2 separate regions of the Rattus norvegicus genome follow, and region 2 is linked to region 1. The links are chromatin contacts, called in public Hi-C maps. All regions are on one chromosome and are shown on one strand. The core of a region is the stretch at or near the end of the contact, and the rest is flanking DNA. Distances in the headings are between cores, read along the strand shown.

Region 1 (6,498 bases), core at 3,779-6,278:
CTCAGATATAATAGGCTAGGAATAACTGTAATGATTATTTCCAAATACCCAGTGGCTAATATATCAAAAACTTATTTCTCATTGTCTAGTTTTAGGCAAGGTGGCTCAAGGTCTGCTCTCCTCCATGGAGTAACTCAATCCAGGCGGCTTTTATTCTTTCATTTTCTCATCTCCACTTGTGTTTCTGGGTCACTATAACCAATAAAAAGGGTTCTGGAGTGCCATGCATGTTTTTGAAAGTGTGGGCAGTCTTGATACAAGTAGGGTAAAGTGTGGATACCGGTGATCCTGTGAGGTCACTCATGGTTTATATGCTTCTTGAACAGGTATTTTCTTCCCTTGTGATGGCATTTCATACAACAAAACCTATAAGAAATCCAAAATATCAGGTTCTTAGTACACAAGCTTGAGGACCTGAATCTGACCCTCAGAACCCATGTAAAAACATGGATGTGGCGGTGCCCACTTGTGAGCCTAGTGGTGGGAAAGTAGTGACTGCAGAGTCCCTGCCAGATGACCTCGATGTGTTGGTGAGCTTTGGGCCAGTCCAGTGGCGCCTCCAAGTGAGGTGAACTACTCCTGAGCAGTGTCATGCAGATCTCCACAAAGCACACACAACTGTACCCATATGAACACACGTAAGCCAAAACACACATCCCTCCCCTTGGGAAGCTTGCCCTGAGCACCCTTACAATACTTATCATCTCACAGTTGGCAGATTGGCCTACACAAAGCCCATTTCATAACAATATACTGAGTAGCTCATTTAGTTTGCGGAATACTGTATAAAGGGGAAATTAGAATAGTTTGGGGGGCACATGTTTCTACCATTGTACAGTTGAAAGAGTTAGGTGAAGCCATTGTGAGTTGGACCAGCTGCCATTTGATCATGTCATGACTTTGGCAGCCACTCATCTGTTGGGTGCCATTTGGATAATTTTCAGCACCCCCTTTTATATGAAGAACAGTACACAGATGTGGCTTGTGTGTATCTCAGGTACATGTGACAGTAGTATAGACATAAAAATAGACTTTCCAGAGAGAGAATATAGGTGTGCTTTCCTTTTTACATATGGAGCTGTTTTAGAAAAATAACTAAATGTGATTTTGTGCACACTTCATTATGTAGCCAAAGTTGGCTTCAGTCCTAAGACCCTCCTACCTCAGCCTCCCAGAGGATGGAATTCCAGGTATGTTCCATTGGGAATGGCTACTAAGCTCTCCCTGAAGGAGGTGTTTGTATGTCTGGTTTGTGTGGATGGTCAGAGTACAAAAAGCATTATCTCACCTTGACTTACACAATGACAGATCACCTCCCCTCCAGTAGTGTCTTAATTACTTCTGGCCAAGAGGCTTTCCCTGTATGTTCACTGTCTAATTTCTAGTTTTGTCCTGTGACATAGGCTCTTTCTATTGTCCTCTTGTGCTGTATTCCAGAGTGAGGCAGATTCTGGGCACAGTCTAGCTGATGATGCCACATTCACTGAGGGGTTGCTGCTCACAGATTTTGCCTCCGGGGGGCGCTTGGCACAATGACATGCGTTTTTTTCGTTCCCTTCCTCTTTGGTGCTGTTTCAGCTGTTTCTACACCCTGACTTGGAAACCACAGGGCGAAGATGATCTCTCAGTCCCGTCATTGCTCCTGTGTAGCTGTCGAATCTTGAGCGGTGACTTTCCCTGTGCATTTTTGCCCGCTTAGTCATTGTCTCTTTATCTCTTGGTTCTTTCTCTCTGGCCTTCTCACTTTCATTCTCTCCCTCTGCTTCTTTGTTCCCAAAGGCCCTGAAATCTCTGTGTGTTACTTTTCTTTTCAGCAGTGTTTCCTCTTCCCCTCTCAGCATAAACATTCTGTCAAAGAAAAGCAGAAAGGGATAGAGTAGTGGGAAGGCCACTGTACAAGTCCCAAGGAAGATGCACTGGGGTCTGCGAATTCCAGCTGGTTGGGGAATGGAGCAGGTTCTTAAGGTAGTCTGTTTGTCAAAAGTTCATGTACAGAAAGGACAGAAAATAAGAATTAGTCCAGATTTTAGCCTACCTCTGGTTCTGTACATGATCCTGGGCAAGTCACTTCCCTTCCTCAAGGTTTCTGTTTATCAAGGAGGAAGATAGATCCCAGAAAACCTTTTGAACCTTGGAAGCTCAAAAGGTGAGAGAAAATGCCAGACAGTTCCTCAGCACAAGATCAAATGGTCCCCTGTAGTGAGTCAGTGCACAGAAAAATTATTAGAAATGTCCAGTACTGGTTACTTCTAAGAATGTAGGAGACTAAGTGGTTCTTTCAATGGACTTAGCAGAAGGATCTCACACACATGAATACATATCTGCATACATGCATGACCCATGTATGTTATGTGTGTGTTGGTGGGTATGTGAATGTGCATGCATGTGTGAGCATGTGCTAGTGTCTGTCTGGGCGGGGGACATGCATGTGTAGTCCACAGGACAACCTCAGATGTTGTTCTGTAGGTCCCATAAGCCTTATTTTATTTATGTATTTTAGACAGGCTTTCTCATTGACGTGGAACTTGCCAAGTAGGCTAGGCTGGATGATCAGCACCCGGGTTTCTGCCTGTTTTCACCTCTGGAATTATTAAGCACATGCTACCTTGCAGCTTCTCCTGAGCTGTGGGACTGAACTCAGGTCTTCATGCTTGTACAACAAACATTTCGCCAACTGCGCTACCAACTCAGCCCAGCACCAGTTGTTAAGAAGTGGAGATGACTTAGAGATGTTGAGATGTAGTCATGGACCCTGCCCTTCCAAGTCTTTGGTTGAGCACAGTCATCTGATGCTCCTGTAAGAGGGTTACTTTGTGGAGTAATAGACAGGGCCTTAACACAGGCCTTGCAAGTCTCAGTGTCTTGGTTTTCAATTTAAGAGCAAGCGACTTTAAGCTGGCATTCATTTGGGTCAATGTAGAAGCAGTCAATATGTATTATATGTCTTTGATGCTGGTCTCTGGATCAATTGCAATTAGTTTGCAGCAGATTGCATTAACATATCTGAAATTAATACGGCCAGTAGTCTAATGAAAAGGAATTGACCGTGACCACGCGGTAGCTGTTTTTAGTTTCTCTCAAATGTGCTTTTCAAACTGTACTTTTTCTTCTTTGGTTAATGGCTTTAAATTGGTATGTCAACATAGGCCTAATCTATTGATTCTTCCCATTTGCCTTTTAAAAGCAGTCCCTGATAATGACATGTGTGTAACATTTAATGTTTTTTTTTCTTTAGATGGCTTTTACTAAATACCTTACACTCATGTTTTTCGTGGAATCTTGTGTGGAATGCAACAGACTATTAAGGCTTTGAGTGTGTTCATTTGTCAAATTTGTGTTAAGTTACTAATGTTTCATTAAGACTTAGGAAGTCAGAAGTAAGATTATAAAGTACTAAAAAGTAGATGGTGTGAGCATTGTTTGTCCTGCATTGGATTTTATCCAATTATTATTCAGTTTTTAAAGAAGAATTATAATCAATTTCAATATTAACATTGTAAGTAATATAAAAATAATTATATTAATATACAATATATATTAACGTATATAGATGGGTGGGAGGAGCTATTTTTAGGCTTGATCATGTCAAAGCTTGAATACTTTATAAGTGTATGTGAATTATGTTTATTTCAAGTTTATTGCCTTTCTAGTTTAGAGGTAGGCAGTTTCTGGAACTGGAACATTCTTTGTATTGGGAACAAAAGGTGGGGTTTATTCCTTTGCCCATCTCACTGAGTTGTTTTTGGTATTTTCTATCTGACAAGTAAGATATTCTCCTAAGGATGTCAGAAAGTGTGTTTAGAGCACGCTACCCTTGAGTAGAAGCTCATCTTTCTGTAAGGATCTATCAGGGGTGTCCAACCTTTTGACATTGCAGTGCCACACCGTGTTCCACAAATGTATTGGAGCATATTCATAGCAATTCTGGGGTACACGCAGTCAGCAGTCTGAGGTTGGACATACCTGTGAGCCTCAGTGGACCCCCTGTTTGAGAGAGTTCATGAATGCCTCCTCGTTTGGCAGTTACAGGAGATGATATTTTAAGGACACTTTAGAGATTCTGAAAGTGATTGAAACTCCCGTGCACAGCCCTTAGGCCTCAGCAGTGTGCTCAGTCTGACGCTGCCTTGGACATTCGTGGAGACCACGGTAGAAGCTAGGGTTTGGACATGAGGTTATTTTTCACTCTGCCAGCTTTGAAATCCAGCTATGATTAAACATTTAATTTGTGTTAATGGATAATCATCTCTTGTAAGTTCCTTTACATTATGACTCATGGGTGTAAACATAACTAAATGTATTCCTTTTTCATTGAAAATGAGATTTATAGTTTTGGTAGGATATGCTGTTGATATTACTGGATAAAATACAAAAGTAATTTACTGGTTGTCATCTTGTTCTTTATGTTCTTTTGACATAAATTAAAAAGTAATTCATAGTGCATTTTGGAAAAAAACCCACTTATATTGGAATCTTAAGCAAGATTGCATAATATCCGACTGCCGCTGAATGGTAGTGCAGTAATGAGGACTCTCAAGTAACTGTGCTCAGTATTGGTATATGAGCGAGATCTCATCCTTCAAAACACCTACCTAGACTCCATTAGAAACTAAAATTAAGGAGAGACTTGGGAGCTGGGAAGAGTGCTCAGCCATTAAGAGCATGCACGGCTCTGGCAGGTGACCTGAGTTCAGTCCCCGGCGTCCATATCACATGGTTCACAAACACCTGGCTGTCACTTCAGTCCCAGTGGCTGACACCCTTGACTCTCACAGGCACCGGCACACATTTGGTCCACAGAAACTCACACTCGCACAAGCTCACATAATACACATTTAGAAAAATCTTTTAAAAGCAAAAGAAAGCAGTGAATTAGTCTGCGGCTCCATGACCTCTTAGAGTTGTTAATATTTCTCGAACGACTTCCTGAGTCTGGTTAATGGTTTATATTAGTTGTTAAGACACAGCAATGAGCTTTCCCTGTTTGTGCCTGTGAGGGAGGGAGGCAGAGCTGGTTTCTCCAGAATAACTTCTGATCTGCACGAACTTAACCAGCTCACAGAAAGCTACAGTGAAAATGAAATGAAACACCCAGTACAGTCCCATGATCCTTCGCCTGACTGCTTCCTCTGATGTGGGCATCTGACACAATTCTAGAACAATGCTAAAACCAGACATTTACCAGATGTCTTTCTGTACCTAAGCTATTGGACTTACTCTGGTTTTACCATCTTGAGGGTTAAAATTAACATCTATAAGAGTCTCGCTATGACAGTTAAATGTCATTTATTTGTTTTTTGAGATAACACAATTACATCATTTTCCCTTCCTTTTCCTCTCTCCAAATCCTTCCATAAACACTCCCTGCTCTGTTTCTAATTCATGGTTGCTTCTTCCATTAATATTGCTGATATATATATATATATATATATATATATACACATACATATATATATATATTCGTAAAGACAACCTGCTTACTCTGTATAATGTTACTTGTATATATGTTTTCAGGACTGACTGTTGGGTATCCGCTATCCAATTGGTGCTCTTATCTGCAGAAGACTGTTTCTCCAGAGCTCAGCATTCCTTAACTGCCAGTAGTTCTTTGTGTAGGTCTCTTAGGCTTTCTCCCGCCCACATTAGCATGTCTGTTGTGGCTATTCTTGTCCAGCTTTTGCTTAGGAGGTCCTGTTGCTGAGAGTTTTTGGGTGTAGCTTCTGACATTGCTAGGAGACAGGATATCTTAGCAAATTCCCTGATCCTCAGAGAATGTGTTTTTGGCTTTCTTCTGCACTGACTCTGAAACCTAAGGTGAGGGAGTTGTTTTGTAAATGAATCCATTGGGACTGGGCTTCACAGCTCATTTTGATTGGTTGTGTTTTTTTGGAGAGGTCTGCTCACAAAGAGAAGTTTCCTTGATGAGGGATGAGGACGACACTTCTCTCTGGTCCTAAGAATAAATGTTTAGAATGTAGTCAGGAGTTGTGCTGCTTTATAAGGTGTTGGTTGGAGATTCTCGTCCAGGGTCTATGATGTCACTAGCCCTGGACAGTTGACGAGGTTTCTAGCACTAAACATAATTTCCCTCTTGTTGAGCAAGTCTCACCTATAATTAGAGGACTGTTGGTTACTGCCAAAGTCTGTGTGCCGCTACTGCCCTTAGGATTATCTTGTCACGTTGTGGTTCATAGGTGCCATAGCCAGGGAAGACTGTTTGCTTTCTTCCTCTGGAGCACTTCATGATTTCTTGTGGTACCATGAAAGCTACCCTCAGGAGGAGGCACTCAGGTCAGTTCCAGCTCGGAGGTTCCAGGCTTTGTATCTGAAGTGCATGGTGTCTCCAGCAGTGGGCATTTATTTACTCCCCTTCTAGGGCCAACCAAGGGCAATAGCTAGAGCAAGAGCCTCCAGTGTTTGCAGCCTCTTGATCCATGCTGATCAGCACCTCGGAAGGGGCTTCTATGCTGGGGTAGGGGTTTTGTTCATTGCAGGGGT
Region 2 (5,727 bases), core at 3,005-5,504, 56 kb before region 1:
TAGTTAGCTACTGGGATCCAGGAAGCAGCTGCTGGGACTTCAGGTTCTTGTGTTCCAGGAGGAGGAATTGTATCGGGTGCACAGGGATGGTGGCAGAGGCAGAGCTAGTTTACTAAGAGACGATATAACTTCTGAGAGTTTAAGTAGGCAAGAGCTGGAAAAAAGTCAAAGGGTCCGAGGCACCGTGCAGGACGTTGGGATGTTTTTGCACAGCATATGCTTCCTCTCGTGCTCGTGTCTGCCAAGTTAAGGAGGGCTTTCTAGTTTGTCTGCCAAGTGGCTTCTTTCATGACAGCCTTAATAGCTTTCTTTACCCTACTCCTCTGTCACACTGAGTTGTTTCCCAGGTCACAAGTTTACAGCACTAACCTCAACTCTATGAGAGGTCAGTTATTTGTCCAAGTACACATGTAGGTATGCACAGCATTCTGTGGTAGAATCCAGTTTTCTAATTTCCAAGAGCTTCCCACTGAGAAAAAAACAAAAGGTAAAAGAAAACACGGAGAAGTCTCTAGAAGGCACTCAATGAGCACTGTCTATTACATCACACATTCGTAGATACCCTAAGAGTGGTTAGTTTCTTCTTTCTTCTCCCACCCCTTGTGGCCCAAACGGTGATCTGGGAGAATGTGGGTAATGGCACTGAGGAACTGCTGATAAATGATGGAGTTCCATAAATGAGGGTCAGTCTTCTAACTGAAATGGAACTCATGTAAGTAAGGCCACTATCCTGCCTACAAACCCCAGCTATGCATCAGTGGATGGTGAACCGGTCCACCGTGTTCCCAGGGCATAAAAACACCAACCAGAATGCTTTCCTCCTTCAAATATTCCCTTCTGGGAGAGCATTTGTTTGTTTTTATTTGTTAGAGAAGTACTTCTCTCTCACCAGCTGTCTGGAGGGCCTGATCTATCTTTACAAAGCACTCAGTGGAAAAGTAGCCTAGAATCCACTACGCTCTGACTCAATCCTGCTCTCTATCCCCACCAACCCCAAAGCAAACACACGGAAGTATAGTCACATTTATTTGTTTGTTTTATTGTGGTGCTATGGGTTGACTACAGGGCACTAAAGTGTGCTAGGCAAGTATCCCATGGAGGTTTGACACAGACATGCCTCCCATAGACGTGTGTGTGTTTGGATACTTGGTCCCCTGTTGGGGTGCTGTTTGGGAAGACTATGGAATCTTTAGGAGGTGCTGCATTGCTGGGGGAAATACCTTCCCTAAGGGTGGGCTTGGATTTTTTATAGTATCCTTCTACTTCCTGCCTGCCCCCCACCCCCAGCTTTCTGTGCTTTCTGTGTGGATAAAATACGATCAGACAACCTCCTGCTCATACACATATCCTACATTCCCCACAACTATGGACTCTAACCCGTTAGGGCATGAGCCAAAATAAAACCCTTTCTTTTTAAGTTGCTTTTAGTTGTGGTATTTTATCCCGGCAACAGGAAAGAAACTAATATGCACTCTAACTCTCAGCTACATACCCTGCACCCCGCCCCCAAGTTCCTAGCTTAGCAATGTGGGCTTGAATTGGCTGTTGGTAATTCTGGTAGCACATCCACAGCTCTCACAAAGTTTAAGCATCCATTTTGCAAATAGTAACAAAAATACTTCTGCTGGTTTACTTTCTGATACACGGTCTCTTGTATCCCAGGCTAGCCTTAAACTTTCCACTAGCAATGGAATGACCTTGAACTTCTGGTTCTCCTGCCTTCACCTCCCAGGCTCTGGGACTACAGGTGTGGCCACCATGATGGTTGATTTGTACAGTGCTGAGCATCAAGCCCTGAACTTCAATGCCTGCCGGACAAGTGTTCTACCTACTGAGCCACGTCCTAAGGCTTCATTAAAAATGCCCCTCTGATTCATCCTTCCTGTGATAATGGTCTCGTAAGGGTAATGACAACAATCAGAAGCAAGGGAACCACATTCTACAATATTAAATGCTCAGGGAAAACAACAATGTCATATGTACTGGTGGGACTCGTAGTTGGATCTGAAAATAGTGACGTTTCACAGTGAAGTAAACAGTGGAAGTCCAGGGAGTCCCGACTTACCTGGATTTTAGCTACCACTCAGCCTTTGTTCTCTTTACATCACGAGCCTTCCTCCAGCCTGCAGCTTCTTGGTGGGCTTTTCCACCCACCAAGTCTTGATGATCGGCTTCTTTTTAGAGTCTGTGCTCCTCTATTCAATGCCACAAGCAGAGTACAGCCAAATTAGTCAGGTTCATTCCGACTGGATGTCCACTTTACATACTCGTGTGACCAAATTGATCTGTTTCCAGAACACAAAAGAACCTCTGACCAAGAGCTATTTGGCAACCGACTCTTGCTTGAGTTCCCTCCCAATGCCAGCCAGGAGTTTCTTTACTTTCCAATAAACCTTGTTTGCATGCCCCTATTCTCCCGTCCTTGCTCATTACTCTATACTTAGGTGGTGATGGGCTCTGCTCCTACTCAGTGAACCCGCAAAGGTTATGGGATGAGATGGAAACTCAGATCCACTCAGGTCAGAGTGGTGACACTTCAGCTCTGGGGGGATTCTGATCCCCAGCTGCGTGACCTTGGGAGCACTAGGAGATATGGAGAGCTGTGCAAATGCCACAAGCTGAGGAACTCTTAGCTGCCCAGTTCTGTCTGGGCACAGGAGGACTGTATAGGAATATATAGGACAGGACTATAGGACCTCCTCCCCAGAGTTCCAGTGAGGAGTGAGTGGCAGCTGGAAGCAGTTGCATATGCGGTCGTCTGTGTATGACAAGCTTCTGTTTCAGGTAGCTCAGCTTGGAGATCACTGAGGATGGGCTCAGCATTGGATCCTCAGATTAGCTGATTGGGAGAAAGGAGAGCGGCACAGTTGCTCTTCCTTAATGTTTCCAATACCACAGGGAAAGGGAGGAAGATGATGGCAGTACCAGGGCTTTGTTGCAGCACCCTAAGGGCAGGCTATATCCTCTTGGCCAAGAGAATAGATTCTGAGTTGTACTTTTGGCCTAGGCTAGAGAAATCACTGCCCAAACTGTCCAAACATCCTTAAACGTTAATCTAGATGGGTTTGTCAATAATGTGGGCACAAGACTCCATTCCCCACCCCATCCTGCCCAGGAAAGCTGACATGTGCTGAAGTGATAAAGAGATGGGGACAATAATCTGTGAGATAAGGTGCGTCCCAGAAGTTTCTCCCCTCAGGCTGCTGTTCCTAACTATGTCTCCTTTCTGTCTTTGGACTGCTGACCCAAATCCCTATTCTGCTTAGCCTGACATTCCTGGCATTCTAGGTCTCTTGGGAGACCTCTCTCCCCACATACAGATGCCCATAGCTAAAATCAACTCAATTTGCTCTGAGTTTTTACTTCAAAAATGTAGCTTACCCCATGCCCCCTTCAGATAACAGCTCCAATCCATTGATACAAAGGAATAAAAAGACATGTGGAGAGGTGAGGAGGGGAGCCGTAAAATTACATAGGTTCTGACAAGATCCATGCATATATGGAACAACCATAGATTCACACCGTTGCCATCAGCAGACACTTGATCTTGGGAAAAGGCTTGCTGTGCAGGCGTGAGGACTGGCATTTAGATCCCTAGCACGCATGTAGCAAGCAAGCCAGTTCTGGCCATTCTACTGTAACTCTACACACACACACACACACACACACACACACACACACACACACACACACACACACACACGACATGTGTGCTTCATCAACTGTCACCAGCCCCACACAGCCCAAGAATTGTGGTCCTAATTCCTTCCCTTGGAATATTACTCTCTCCAAGAGATGTCCTCTGATGGTGGTTATCAGTTCCTAGGGCCAGACCTAGCAACCCTCACTGCAAGTGTCAATGTGTCATTTATCATTTCCAGGACCAGTTTAAATCAGCGTCCTTGGGGCTGAGATCTGCTTTTGCCTGAAAGCCAGGCTAGGTGCAGTAAGCTCTGAGAAGCCACATGGCCTTGGGGTGAGGTGGTGAAGGCGGTGGGGATAGGGGTAACATGGTGGGGAGTGGGTGGGTGGGTCCTTCCACTCTCTTCACCACCTTTCTCCTTCCTTTCTTTTTCTCAATTCCCTCACCCCCTGCTCGCTTCTGCACCCGCTTTCTTACCCGCCCTCTGTCCCGCCCCTCTCTTCCTCCCCCGCCCCTCCCCGGCCCGCTCCCTCTCCGGGCCTGGGCCCCGGCCCGCTCCCTTCTCCGCCCCCTCCCGCCCCCTCGCGGCCTCTCCTCAGGTTCCTGGTTAAGATGGCGTCCGCGGTGGCCATCGCGGCCCAGGCCGGGAAGCTTCTGCGAGAGCGATCGCTGCGGCCCCGACTCTTGGCGGTCAGGTCCCAGGTGAGCGCGGCCGGGACCACGTGAGCCACTCGCTGTGGTGCCCCATGCTCTGCGTTCTCTTCGCCCTGCGCGACCCCTGGCGACCCCGTGCTCCCCGCGGCTCGGCCGGCTGTGCGGCGTCCGAGCTGCTGGACGACCCTGCTCGCCTCCCGCGGGAGGTGTCGGGGATCGCGGGGGTCTGGGTACACACCCTACGACCCTGGTCGTCCTAACCGCTCCCCTCAGCCGTGCAGGGCACTGGAACCCCGAGCTGGGGGCGAGTTCCGAAAAGTTCGGCGCACTGTTGGAAGGCAGAGGTTTCCCAGCCGCTTACTGGCTCTCCTGGGGGCGGCTCTAAGCCTGAGCTTGCTCGGCCGGCCACGTGCTGGCTTCCCAGGCTCCCGAGGCAGCTCACCTACCAGAGTCAACCCCGCGGGGTGTCGCTTGTGCCCACTGTGTGCTTGTCTGTGGGGACCTGTAAGGGTCCGGGAGGAAAGTGGGAGTCTAGTCCTCCTCTCTGAATGGCCTGTGTGAAAACTGCCTACCCACTTTGTCCATGCCTCCTGGAGACTTAAGTTGGACCGGGAGCAGTTCCTCCACATTGCTCTCCTGTGGAATTTACCTTCTTCCATTTGCGAGCATCTCAGTAGAGTGAGGCCTTTGGAGGGGAGATTGTGAGTTGGCCCTGACACTTGGAGAAGCCACGCAACCACTTATCGTCCTACTGTCTTTAGCTAACCCCCCTCAACCCCCCAAAGAAAAGCTTTCCTGTTCAATGAGCAGCAAATCGCTACATTTTAACCAAGGCGTGCCTAGGGCACTACGAAAAAGAAATAACTTATTAATGAATTTTTTTGAGTTACTCTAAACTTTGCTTAATTATGACATCTGTGAAGGTTTTTCTTTCTTTTCGTTACCTGACATTCCATCTCTCTTGTTATTGTTAATGGGAATTTAAGAGGTGCTAATACTTATTACTGTAATGTCCTTAACGGGCACTTGGCAGTGTGGTGGGTGAAGGAGGAGGGTGGTGGTTTGTCTAATTAAACTCACAGATACCTGCTACAGTAGTGTAGAGCTCTCTGGGCGATCTACAGCCTATTCACTCTCTTAAGTGCTGTGAAGAACAAGAGAGCTGGGGTGCCGTTGCCTTAGATTTGAATTGATGAGAAACATGGAGCCCAGGCACTGAAAATCATAAGAGTAAGAAATGATTGCCCAGAGAAACCTAAAACAGAGAGCTTAGCTGACCTATGTTGTCATCTTCCCTATCCAAGTTGTGGAAACCTTGTCATACATGGGAGAGTCCGGCTGGCAAGCAGGGGTGAGAGACCTCTTACCTACATTGGGCAATGTTCACTGTTTACATACTTGTATGTTACTTATTGTTATGGGAACATCAG

Evidence for each region. A called contact is a pair of places that touch in the nucleus more often than the background predicts.
Region 2: a Hi-C map of kidney shows a contact between it and region 1, with 1.9 times the contacts expected there. The contact joins the promoter of Suclg2 here to the enhancer-like site in region 1. A contact is called at or near these places in 2 of 12 Hi-C or Micro-C datasets (kidney and liver).

Annotation. Positions count from the first base shown.
Region 1 is chr4:129,836,406-129,842,903 of GRCr8, reverse strand. All of the region lies in intron 1 of Suclg2 (succinate-CoA ligase GDP-forming subunit beta), which reads left to right. Among named protein-coding and RNA genes, the nearest start is that of Suclg2, 54 kb to the left of the region's middle. Within about 2 kb of position 5,028, at least 5 of the 93 cell types and tissues checked have an H3K27ac peak or open chromatin away from gene starts, as enhancers often do. A contact at or near this core is called in kidney and liver, where this site is marked.
Region 2 is chr4:129,892,464-129,898,190 of GRCr8, reverse strand. Suclg2 (succinate-CoA ligase GDP-forming subunit beta) reads left to right here and starts at 4,254. Exons shown (of 11, transcript NM_001100750.1): 1 at 4,254-4,345. The coding sequence starts at 4,256.